Regions from separate parts of the Sus scrofa genome. Here region 2 is linked to region 1. A link is a contact called in public Hi-C data. All regions are on one chromosome and are shown on one strand. The core of a region is the stretch at or near the end of the contact, and the rest is flanking DNA. Distances in the headings are between cores, read along the strand shown. Region 1 has its middle 9.2 kb from the start of SRL. Region 2 overlaps ADCY9 (adenylate cyclase type 9).

Region 1 (5,975 bases), core at 2,575-5,074:
CCATGCAGGAATCCCTCCCACATTAGCTGACAGGGATCTGTTTGAACACCTCCAGTGACAGGGAACTCACTACCAGTGAACACTAACTGCTGTGTGAACGCCACATGAGGCCCAGAACCAGCCACATGATTCCGGATCTCCGCCCCACTGGCCACTCCATCTTCCCACAGGAAGCCAGGGACACACACCTCGAGGTTCCCCTGAGTATGGAGACTGCCTCGCCCCGTGATTGCAAACAAGCAGCCCCCCACTAACCCCCAGCGCCCATCCATCCCAGGCAATCCCTCGTTCTGGCAAGGGAACTGATTTTCATCAGTTCTCTTTCAGATTTTCAGAGCATCCTCTTTGTCTCCCCACAGGCCAGGAGGCCATGTGAGACAGAACTGAATCTGGAATGTGTGCGGCTCCCACAGCCTTCTCGAATCACTGCACCGCTGTTTCCTCTTTAACTTGATCCTGAGGCTGCCACGGAAACAGGCCGCACCCAGGGAAACCTGGACCTAGGCCCCCTAATTCAGGCAACTTAGCAGCTGTCACCCCAGCTCCTTTTCAACACCAGGGGTGTGGTGGGGGGAGAGACCGTTTGGGGAGCTCATTCCTTCCTACAGCTGCCAGATTCAGGGCCCTTCCTGCCCCACAGCCCCCAGTCCTACCCCCTCCTCTTGGGCACCACACGCTCGTGTCAATCAATGCAAGAACCTGCAACTCAGCAGGGCAAGAGGAGAGAAGGGACCGAGGCAGGGAATGGCACTAACCCCAGCCCCTGCTCAGGACTCGCAGGGCGAGGGAGGACAAGCAGAACTCCAGAGAGAGGGGGGGAGACAAACGTGCCAAGGACAGCAGCATCCAGCAAAGTACAGAGAAGCAGCTGGATAAAGAAGGGATGGAGGCGTGGGCTCGGGTGGGATGGGGAGAGCCAGAGACAGCAAACTCTGAGGAGAAGGACGGCATGGCCAGCCAGCTCCAAGAGGTGGCTGGAGGATTTGCATGTGCTTTACCTACTGGGCTGAGGCCAGTTCACCAACCGCCAAGGAGGCCAAGGTCACAGGAAGGTCCTCCTTTCCGCTAGACAGCCCTTCGAACGTGTCACAGAGCCAGGCGACTGCTCTGCTGCCAGGGACGCCCCCAAATCGGGGCACAAGCAGCACTGATTGCTCACGACCCACCCTGTGCCGGAAAAGCATAAAGATGGCTCCCAAATAGTCATCAAGCGCACGCAGAAAACAAGAACTGGAAGCCACAGGAGAAGCAAACCACACAAAGGCAGGCACACGAAATGGAGCCACGGGCCAGGCTGACACAAAAGCACACCACCGCACTACATTCCTAAGGCCTCACATGTGTGTAACTTGATCACGTGCCAATTCAGGGTCCTTAAAATAAGAACAAACCAACTGTTCGCGAGAAGTGAAATTGTGTCTGCTACTGAAACGCGACAGGAATTTCTTCTAAGGATCTTCGCAGAGACGACACAGTATGATGATCCCAGAGATCAGAGCGGACTTACGTTTCCCGGGAGGTTTAAGCCCTAAAATAGACCTTAAAACAGGGAGCAGGAGGCCACCGGGAACCAAGAACGCCTAGCCCCTCCCGGAAGAACCCACCCCCAAAGAGGGTCAGCGGCACGTGCTTAGAATGTCCCTCCATGGCCACTCTGCCACAGCACACAGTGGTGACAGAATCAATAGCCTGGCACCATCTATTTGGGGCACAGTATCTACTAAAATAACCCAAACGTCCATTGTTAGGTAACTGGCTAAACAAACTGTGGTATATTCATGTAATGCAATGTTCTTAGCTATAAAAATGAATTGATGGCTGATATACACAAAACCATACATGAATTTCTAAGAATTATATTAAGAGAAGCCACATGTGAAGTTCCCATCATGGCTCAGCGGTTCGAGAGCCTGACTAGCATCCCTGAGGACTCAGGTTCATAGCCTCGCTCAGTGGGTTAAGGATCGGCGTTGCCTGAGCTGTGGTGTAGGTCGCAGATGCGGATTTGGATCCTGAATTGCTGTGGCTGCTGCTCCGATGGGACACCTAGCCTGGGACCCTTCATGTGCCACGGGTGCGGCCCTAAAAGACAAAAAGACAAAAAAGAAGCCAGACAAAAAGATCATATATCCCGTATGATTTGAATGAACACCTAAAATAAGCAAAACTAATCTACAGTGATGGAAACTAAAACCATGGTGAGATTCCATCCTACACCTACCCGACTGGTTGGAAAAAAAAAAAAAAATTGAAAAATAAAATGACCTGACAATATCAAGTACTGGTGAGGATGCTTCTCAACTCCAGCTCTCAAACATCACTGTTGCGGAGCTCCCTGGTAGCTCACAGGTTAAGGATCCGGCATGGTCACTTCCAAGGCTCAAGTCACTGTGGCAGCATAGGTCCCATCCTTGGCTTGAGAACTTCCATATTCCCCGAGTGCGGCTAAAAAAGACCAAAAAAAAAAAAAAAATCACTGTGGCAAAACGGTACAGAGCAACTGTACACACACATACGCAGGTGAGCGCATGTGAAACTGGTAAATTTTGAATAAGCTGGCAGCGACAGCAACTACCTGGTTTCCACCTTCTTCATCTGTTGGCTGTTAGCCCTGGGGCAGGCTGGGTGAAGGGTGGGGCCTTCCTGTACATTTCTACAACTACTTCCAAAATTAGAAAAAAAAAGTTTTAAAAATAAATCACTTGAGGGCCTGGTGCATGCTGGCTGCTGGGTGTCTATTCAGTTTGTGACAATTCAAGGAGCTAAAGCCTTCAGCGATGAGCCCTTTTCTGAGCATATGTTTATCCAGGACTTCCATAAAAACTTGGTTTTCAGGATTTCCTGTGGTGGTTCAGCAGTAATGAACCCGACGAGGATCCAAGAGGATGCGGTTCGATTCCCTAGGCTTGCTCAGTGGGTTAAGGAGGCGGGGTTGCCTTGAGCTGTGGTGTGGGTCACAGACGCATCGTTGCTGTGGCTGAGGCGTAGGCTGGCAGCTGCAGCCCGGATTGGGCCCCTAGCCTGGGTAACCTGGTTAGCCTGGGAACTCCAATGTGCCGCCTGTGAGGCCCTAAAAAGATTTAAAAAAAAAAAAAAAAAAGTTTTTTTTAACTTCGCATTGACCGTCTCTCCTAGACACCCCCCCTCACCAAAAAAGAAAGCCCAAGCTTCCCAGTGTGACTTGGCAGCCCTCTGTGATCCGGGTTCCGACGTCTTCTCCAATGCCTCCTCCCAGGGCACTGTCCGCACTCTCCATCGTGCCCTTTCCGAACCCCAGGCCTGGCGCCCACGCGCCCACAAAGCCTTGATCCGCGCCACCCCACGCGGGGCTGCTGAGGCCGGACCCGCGGCCGTGCCCACCAAGGTGAGGTCAGAGCAAAAGGCACACAGAGCTCCCAGACTCGTCAGGAAGACAAGAACGCTATATTTCCTGCGCGTTTTCTTCATCACCTGTGCCGAAATGTCAACGTTCCAGACACTGTGGATTACCACTACAAGTGTTATTAAAATTAATGGCACTGCTCCCTTTTTGACCACCGCCTCCAGGCCATCGTAAGTCACGTGTGCTACGCGCCGGACTTCCGCCGGGTAGCGCGAGCGCCCCCACCCGGGACCGCAGAGCGCGTCCCAGGGCCCAGCAGACGCAAGAGAAAGTCGGCGGGCGCCTCTGTGCGGGCGACAAGCGGAAGCCGCACGATGGCGGCGTCTGCGTGCGGAGCGTGCGTGGGAACGCGCGGGGCGGGGCAGGGGCGAGGCCAAAGGAGCGTGTGCTGTCGGGTGCGCGCGAGATGGCCTGAGATACCAAGGAGCATGCGCACCGAGGGGTGGGGCGGGACAAGTCCGGGAAGGGGCGGGGCCGCGGCCGCGCCCCTGACTTCCGCCTCAGCCCACCGTCGAAGGGCGCGCCACCACAGGTCGGGGGGAGGGGGAGGGTATTCCCATGGCCCCGCCCCCGAGCCCCCGCCTCTGGCCTATAGGAACTGAGCAGTCCCGCGGACACCGGAAGGGGGCGGAGCCTCTGTCCTTGCCGGGCTAGACCTCCTGGTTCCACAGCGCCCTCTATTGACCCTCTTAGCTGCGTGGAACCTGTGGGATGCACCTTGAATCTGGCCAAGATGGGTCGCTCAAATCTCCCACTCAGATATTAGATAAGCGCTTCCTCTTAAACACATTTAATTTATGTAAATTTAGATACAACCCCAAAGAAAATTACAGTAATAAAGATAAGTGGGAGTTCCCGTCGTGGCGCAGTGGTTAACGAATCCGACTAGGAACCATGAGGTTGTGGGTTCGGTCCCTGCCCTTGCTCAGTGGGTTAACGATCCGGCGTTGCCGTGAGCTGTGGTGTAGGTTGCAGACGCGGCTCGGATCCTGCGTTGCTGTGCCTCTGGCGTAGGCCGGTGGCTACAGCTCCGATTCAACCCCTAGCCTGGGAACCTCCATATGCCGCGGAAGCGGCCCAAGAAATAGCAACAACACAACAACAACAACAAAAGACAAAAAGACAAAAGACAAAAAAAAAAAAAAAAAAAAGATAAGTGGAAGAAGCCAGATTCAGTTCCCTGGTGGCTCAGCAGAGGACCCAGCATTGTCACTGATGTGTTGTGGTCGGCTGCTGTGTCCAGGTTTGATTCACATGCCCCAGAGGCAGCCAAAAAAAAAAAGCCAGACTCAAAAAGCTAAATATGAAAAAAAATGCTAAATATGTAATGTCATATATTGTAAATGAATATACTTATATAACATTTTAGAAAAGGCAAAACCATAAGAACCATAGGGCCAAGGGCTGGGTGGACCACAAAGGAACATAGAACACGGGGACAAAGAAACTAATTTATATCTTGACTGTGGTGATGGTTACACAACTATATACATTTGTCAAAACTCTGACAAAAAAAAAAAAGGAGTTCCCGTCGTGGCTCAGTGGTTAACAAATCCGACTAGGAACCATGAGGTTGCAGGTTCGGTCCCCGCCCTTATTCAGTGGGTTAAGGATCCGGCATTGCCCTGAGCTGTGGTGTGAGTCGCAGACGCGGCTCGGATCCCCTGTTGCCATGGCTCTGGTGTAGGCTGGCGGCTACAGCTCCGATTTGACCCCTAGCCTGGGAACCTCCATATGCCTCGGGATCGGCCCTAGAAAAGGCAAAAAGGCAAAAAAAAAACCCAAAAACAAAAACCTCCCATAATCAAAAACTAAAAAGCATGAATTTTTGCCAAAGGTAAATTACACTGTCATTTCTTTATATACAAAAAAAAAAAAAAAAAGATTAGTGGTTGTCAGGGGCTCAGAGGAACAGGAACAGGGACAAACTGATTAATGGGTAAGGGGTTCATTTTGGAGTGATAAAAATGTTTTGGAACTAACTAGTTAGAAGTGATGATTGTACAACATAGCCATGTAGCAAATGCTACTGAAAACTTCCGGGGTTTGTAGGTTCCGGCCCATGTACCCGAGGACAAGCAGGTCAAGAGGGACACATTATAAAGCAGTATCTGGTCATGGAGGATTAAGATGCAATGCCCTTGGGTCATTACGAGTCCCAGCTTTCACAAGAGAAAACTGAGTCTCAAAGACCAAGTGGTTTGCCCCAGGTGGAACTGACTCCCAGGAGACCAACTGGAAGACCTGAGCTCTTAAACACCACACCATAAGGGAATACTCCCTTTCCTTCTATAGAAGAGGGTACTGAGGTTCAGAGAGGTTCCACAAGCCAAGGAAGCTGCAAAGCCTAGGGATCAGTCAGGACCTGTGAATATCCCTTCTGCAGGGGGGAGGGGCAAGGGCCCTCCCAGAACAAAGGGAAGCCAACTTGCAACACCAGCATCTGTGAGCAGGCATGCGCAGTTCTATAACCATGTAACATAACCTGTATCCATGGGCGCTGGTGTAGCTATAACTCAGAAATTACAGAATGTATGTTACCGTATAAGGGAGACAAAGGGGCTTAGATGTACTGGGAAACCTAACGGGGGGG
Region 2 (6,681 bases), core at 3,004-5,503, 230 kb before region 1:
ATTCTACTGCAGGAGGAACGAGGGAGGCAATGGTTCAACGCCTTTGCTCCAACAGTAAGGCTCAGTCCAAAAGGACGGATTTTATGTGACTAACGCACCATGTGACCTCACAGGTGGACCAGTGGGAGGGAGCATAAAATAAAGCGGAATTCATTCTCGTGGAAAAGAGGACTCAGAGACAGAGAAAAACAGTGAAGAAAGACTTCTTGAGGTCCTAACCCGCTACATAGACATGGCATCTGATCATGGTTTGCTGTATCTCAATGCCCAGATCTCTGCCTAAGATAGGGGCAGGCGCACCAGTTAGGGGCATGAGGGAAAGGCCGGCTGCAGGTAAACGTACTATTTCCTGGTCTGGATGGCGGCTAAACGGGCGTGTGCACGTGTGAACGTTCACTGACCTGTTCTTATCATCTGCGGACTCTTCTGTACATATGCTATAGGTCGATAAAAAGCTAACTTAAAAAAAGATGCGAGGTGTTTTGGTTTGCAGTCCTGAAACAGTCCATCACACACAGAGACATCTGTGACCTGCACTTGTTCCCCTGTCACTTCCCTCCTTCCTTTCTCCCACCCTCCCTCCCTCCTTCCCTTCCTTCCTTTCAACTTTTAAGGCCGCATCTGAGGCAACTGGAAGTTCCTAGGCCAGGGACAGAATCTGAGTCACAGCTGTGACCTATGGCAGCTCAGGATCCTTGAACCCACAGTGCAGGTTGGGAATCCAAGCACTGCAGTCGGATTCTTGACCCACTGTGCCACGGTGGGAACGCCTCCACAGTCACTTTAATTCTATGTCTCAACAGCTAACGTGTCAACAGATATTTCATTTTTTAATTGTAGAAATGGAGAAAATACCTCATTAGATCCTAAGTATGACATCTTACTTTTTTTCACATGTAATGAAATGCCCAGCTGGAGAGACAAGACATGTGCAGTACCACATACGAAATGAAAAATGAAAACCATAAATGCTTTCCATTTCAACAGTTGCAATATTTGGGTACATACGTCAGAATTAATTTCTTTTTTTATTAACAACTGAAGTTGCTGATGAACTTTCAATATTATCAATCACTGTGATCAATAGTTGGTGCACCCGCATGTTCACTGCAGCTCTGTTCACAATAGCCAAGAGCTGGAAACAACCCAAATGTCCATCGACAGATGATTGGATTAGGAAGATGTGGTATATATCCACAATGGAATACTACTCAGCCATAAAAAAGAACCACATAATGCTATTTGCAGCAACACGGAACTAGAGACTCTCATACTGGGTGAAGTAAATCAGAAAGAGGAAGACAAATACCATATGATATCACTTATAACTGGAATCTAATATACAGCATAAGTGAACGTTTCCACAGAAAAGAAAATCATAGACTTGTGGCTGCCCAAGGGAGAAGGAGGGAGTGGGAGGGAGCGGGAGCTTGGGGTTATCAGATGCAAACTATTGCTCTTGGAATGGATTTACAGTGAGATCCTGCTGTGTAGCATTGAGAACTATGTCTAGATACTTACATCGCAACACAAACAATGGGAGGAAAAAGTATGTATACATGTATGTGTAACTTGGTCCCCATGCTGTACAGTGGAAAATAAATAAATTAAAAAAAAATAGCTGGGGCATGCAGCCTTTATCAAATGCTAAATTACTTCCTCAGCAGATAGGCAAAAACAGAACTATTAGGTTACAGGTGATAAACATTTTTATGATTATTTCCTAAGATGGTTCAATTACATTTCAAAACTATTGTAACCTTCTAAAAAGTGATGAGGCGTGGCAGAAAAAGCATGGCCTGGTAGTGAGGGAGGCCAGGGTTTAAACACTGCCAGTGACTAGCTGTGTGTCTATGGGCAGGTTCCTTAACTTCTCTGAGCTTCAGTTTCCTCACCTGGAAAATGAGGACAAAGTCACCTAATGTGTCAGGTTACTATGTGGATTAAATAAACCCATGTTACACATCATCCATTTTTAAATGTGCTTGCACCCTGGCCTGCACTGGTTATTCACATGATGACATTTTGAAGGTATAGTTTAGGAGAGCAAAGGGATTTTGCGGTTATTTAATTGTGCACTGCCCTGAGGAGTAACCTGTGTATCTTCTGCTACATTCCCTCTCGTGTGAAGGTTTTGTCTTTTACCTACGCAGGTCTTAATGACCTCTTTATATAACAGTCTCACAAATATCTCAGTCTGCTTTTACCACCCCCTCAGTCCGTCTTAATTTTTTGTGCACATGGGTTCTATTTATTTCCAGTAAGAACGGAAAGTTATCTCTGCCGCAGAGGCTTGAGAGCTACTTAATTTTATTTTTTTCTACATGTTGATATAGTTTGATATAATTTGAAAAATGTTTAGAAGTTCCCACTGTGATGCAATGGGATGTGCGACATCATGGGAGCTCTGGGACGCAGGTTCGATCCCCAGCCTGGTACAGTGGGTTAAGGGTCCGGGGTTGCCCCAGCTGTGGCTTAGGTTGCAACTGTGGCTTGGCTATGATCCTTGGCCCTGGAGCGCCACATACCATGGGGCGGCCAAAAGAGAAAAAAAAAACAATTTTTAAGGCTTTTAGAATCTATTCTTTGTTCACACATTTCTGTCGGCAAACCAGCAGATAAGGTTGGTGTAAGTAAAATCCAAGGACATAAACAAGCAGGGACAGCAAAGGGCATGCAGTGTAATTAAAGGGTTTTTGACTTTGATTTATTTAGAATTAATTTTGTGTTTATAGTAGAGCAAGGGTCCAATATTTAATTTTTCAAATTTCTCATCAGTTATTTCAAAAGATTTTAGGGAATAAAAGCAGTACTTTTCTTCGATTTGTGAGACTTCCTTTGGAACATGTTCATCGTTAAAACAAAATTAAACCAAATCTAATACAGGAACCTCTCCCTGGCTGAAAGTTCACGTTTTACTGCTTTGCTGTGACCAAAGACCTACCTACATTATACATTAGTACCTGCCGTTGCGAATGCAAGAAATCTGCAGAGGATGTTTGCTTTTAGACAGAAAGGCGCAAAGCCAAAAGGCCGTCCAGCCGCGAGTGTCGCAGAGGCAGCTCGCACCCTGAGCAGCGGAGCGGCCCTGCCACGTTCCTCTGGGAACCGTGCAGCGCCCGGTCCAGGTGCCACTGCTCTGATCTGGGTCTGTGAGCACCTGCGCTTGACCTTGACATCGTCCGTCAGTGAGCGGCGTCCTAAGGTAACTGCTTCTCCGCTTTCTGGCTTGGGAAAGGTTTCCAGGGATGCTCCACCTTTAGGGAGCAGGAGAAACTGGCAGACGTGCTAACGATCATTTCCAGGAGGACAGGACAAGGAGGACCTCATACGTCAGCAAATAGCCATTTCCCGCTTACGCGTAAGAACCCACATGATCTTTTCATGCACAGACACAACCACGTTCAGGAAGCGCAGAGATGAAGGGCAGTCCTAGAGTCACTCTCACTTATCCAGATACAGGAACAATGTTAAAAGCTTACCTGAAATTCTGTACTGCATCAAGGTGTGAAATAACTATGGAACTGAAATTAAAACACAGAAAACTATTATTATAACAAGCAAAAAAGGCATTATCCAAAGCAATCTGAGTAGAGTTTAAACAAACAGCATTCCTTTTTCTGTTCTTTTCTTTTTTTTTTTTTTTTTTTTTTCTGTATCTTTAGGGCTGCACCCGCAGCATATGGAGGTTCCCAAGCTAGGGGTTAAATCGGAGCTGTAGCTGCTGGCCTATACCACAGCCATAGCAATGCAAGATCTGAGCCACGTCTGCAACCTACACCACAGCTCACAGCAATGCCAGATCCTTAACCCACTGGGCAAGGTCAGGGATCGAACCTGGGTCCTCATGGATGCTATTCAGATTTGTTTCTGCTGAGCCAGGACAGAAACTCCACAACTTTCTTTTTTTAAGTGGAGATCAAGGTAGACAGTTAAGTATAGCAAATTTTAATTACAATCTGACACCATGGCTTATGACAAATAACAAAATGATAAAGACAGTGATGGAAGAGCCTGTGTTTCAGTTTTAGAAAACAGGCACACCCACCAAAGAGCAAAACCAACAAAGCATATCCAGGGCATTCATTTCGCTGTTAAGGATTTACTCATGGTGTCTGAACAGGCTAGAAACTAGTCATGTTCCAACAGTGAGGTCTACTGGCAAAGGATCAATTTCAACAGGCCCTACTGGGCGCGCTGGCAGCTTACACAGCGGAGAAGCCGGACTTTGCTCCTGGTGGTGCCCGAAGCAATCCAATCCCAATTCTAGAGCATGGAGACCAGGCGTGACTGAAGAACTCTCTGGGTGCTGGGGAGGGACCCAGGACACACAGCCCCCCACCCTCTTCACAGCCTGCACGGTGTCCTCTGGGGTCACGATACAGCCAGCGTCACTCAGGCCCACTAGGCCCTGACGCTTCGTCCTCCAGCCCCCCAGCCTCGCTCCTGGCAAAGGGGACACAGCAGGGCACCTGAGAGCAGCTCTCCCGGGTGGCAGTGGCTTGTGAAGACAGGAGGTGTTAGGTGACTTCACAGAAAAGGAAAGAAAAGCAAGAGCTACAGGCAGAATGCACATTCAAAGGCTTTATGTCCTCTGCCCACCCTGTCCAGGTGTGACGGGGACACTGCCGTAACCTCTGTGTCCGTGTCCCTCCAAAGCCAGAGGGGCCTACCCTCCCCTTCCTGGGAGTTGAGTTTGCATTTTGTCCCCCCTCCCCGTCAGGCTTAGCAGGGATGGTGGGTGCCAGGAAGGGTGCTCAGGAGCAGGGGACTGGGTCGAGCAGAGATTTGACCGCCAGCCCCGCCTCAAGATCTCCCATTTGAATTCTGGGCGAAAAGGCACTGGATGGGTGTCCCATGGCTGTGGCTCTCAGGATGTGGGTGGGAAAGGGCCTGCCCCGAGAGAGGCAAAGGGCACCGAGAATGGCTGACAAGGTATTTGTGGTGGTTCTAGGCTAAAAGGCAGACTGCTGAATTTCGTGCTCTTGGGAAAACAGATTTATTTATTTGTTTATTTTTATTTTTATTTTTTTTTTATCTTTTTAGGGTGGTACCCACCACCTATGGAGGTTCCCAGGCTAGGGGTGGAATTGGAGCTACAGCAGCCGGCCTACACCACAGCCACAGCCCCGTGGGATCCGAGCTGTGTCTGTGACCTACACCATAGCTCACGGCAACGCCAGATCCTTAACCCACTGAGTGAGGCCAGGGATGGAACACATATCCTCATGGATACTAGTCGGGTTTGCTACCGCTCAGCCACAATAGGAACTCCAGGAAAAGAGCTTTATAATGACAATAATCCCAGATGGCCACACCTCAGAAAGGAAAAGAGATGCTCTGTTTTGCTTAACGTAATTTAACCATTCATTAAAGTCTCCTTTCAAATGCCAAATGAGTTCCACTTCAAACTCCTCTTTGATCTCAATTCACAGAGAACTGGAGTATCTTTCATGTTATTACTTTGTTAAGTAAATGGAGAAGGATACGGACTCTGTCCGCTCCTGGCTACTGCTTTGGTGATGCCCAAAGTGCACCGTGCAATTGCATCTGATGTTGAGACAAACTGGACCATTTTCTACTGTTGAATTTACCAAGGCAATGCTTCCTGGCAACAGTAAGATGATGCCTGGGGGCATTTTGGAAACTCTGGGGGTCTCTCTGGTTGCCATATTAATTGGGGGAGCCAGGAATGTTAGATTGTCCTGCAAAGCACAACGAAGAAATGTCCCGTGGAACTCTGAAACAGCCTGTGACCTTAAACCCGCTGTAATTATAAATAAGTGCTTCTTTAATGTGTGCTCACAGGAAACGTTTTTACAGGCAGTTACACAAAGAAGTCCAATATTTAAGAGAAATCTGTTACAGAAACAGAAGCTTAACGGCTTTAAGACACTACAGTGAGATTTCTGAGTAAATTACTGTGAGCATTTTGCTATCCAAGGTATTACTGTGCTTCTAACTACTTATTTCATTGAAAAGGTTAAATAAAAGCCACAAAACCAGTTACAAATGTGCAACAGGTCATTTCAAACTCATCTTAACAACTAAGAACCAAACTCGATTTCACTAGGAGAACCCATGCAGGACACAGGTCTTACTGGATTTCATTAACAAAGGATGTCTTAAATACATACACATCATTGCCATCCTATATAGTTTCATTTTTAATTTTTTTGTAGCACAGCAGTAAGAACGGATTCCGTCCCAGGGGTCTTTACGATGCTCTTGCTTTTGTCCCCACCATCAGGGGTCCGGCTTTGAAGGCCATTGGAGTACCGGGGACGGAATGTGTTCTTTGAGATGTGGCAGGATTCCAAGATAGAAGGTGTGTTTCCAGTGATTCGTCACTGCCCTCACAGCCCATGTCAAAACGGTATTTAGGAATGAGGCTCAGGTCACTGGCAGGACCATCAGACTTGTTCATTTCCCCACGTCAACAGCCTGCGGTCTGTCTCAGCACACGAGCCCAACTTCAAAAAGGCTAGACTCAGCTTCCTCTTTTCATTTTTGTGTCACCGCCACCTCCATTATTTCATTTCAGTCTTGTATGAAATGGCTTTTGGTCCTACCTTCTTTCTTTTTTCCTTGAGGGTCACACCTGCAGCACGTGGAAGTCCCTGGTCCAAGGGTGGAATCGGAGCTGCAGCTGCCGGCCCCAGCCACGGCCACAGCCACCCC

Evidence for each region. Hi-C and Micro-C count contacts between places; a contact is called where the count stands out from the background.
Region 2: a Hi-C map of liver shows a contact between it and region 1, with 2.0 times the contacts expected there. The contact joins two enhancer-like sites. A contact is called at or near these places in 1 of 5 promoter capture datasets (liver), 21 of 47 Hi-C or Micro-C datasets (alveolar macrophages, embryonic fibroblasts, epiblast stem cells and 13 more) and 1 of 2 datasets of contacts at active chromatin or transcription factors (skeletal muscle).

Annotation. Positions count from the first base shown.
Region 1 is chr3:38,061,205-38,067,179 of Sscrofa11.1, reverse strand. No RefSeq gene overlaps it. Among named protein-coding and RNA genes, the nearest start is that of SRL, 9.2 kb to the left of the region's middle. Within about 2 kb of position 3,824, at least 50 of the 83 cell types and tissues checked have an H3K27ac peak or open chromatin away from gene starts, as enhancers often do. A contact at or near this core is called in liver, where this site is marked.
Region 2 is chr3:38,290,148-38,296,828 of Sscrofa11.1, reverse strand. ADCY9 (adenylate cyclase type 9) reads right to left here. Exons shown (of 13, transcript XM_021086711.1): 12 at 3,483-3,524. Among named protein-coding and RNA genes, the nearest start is that of CREBBP, 95 kb to the left of the region's middle. Within about 2 kb of position 4,253, at least 1 of the 83 cell types and tissues checked has an H3K27ac peak or open chromatin away from gene starts, as enhancers often do. A contact at or near this core is called in liver, where this site is marked.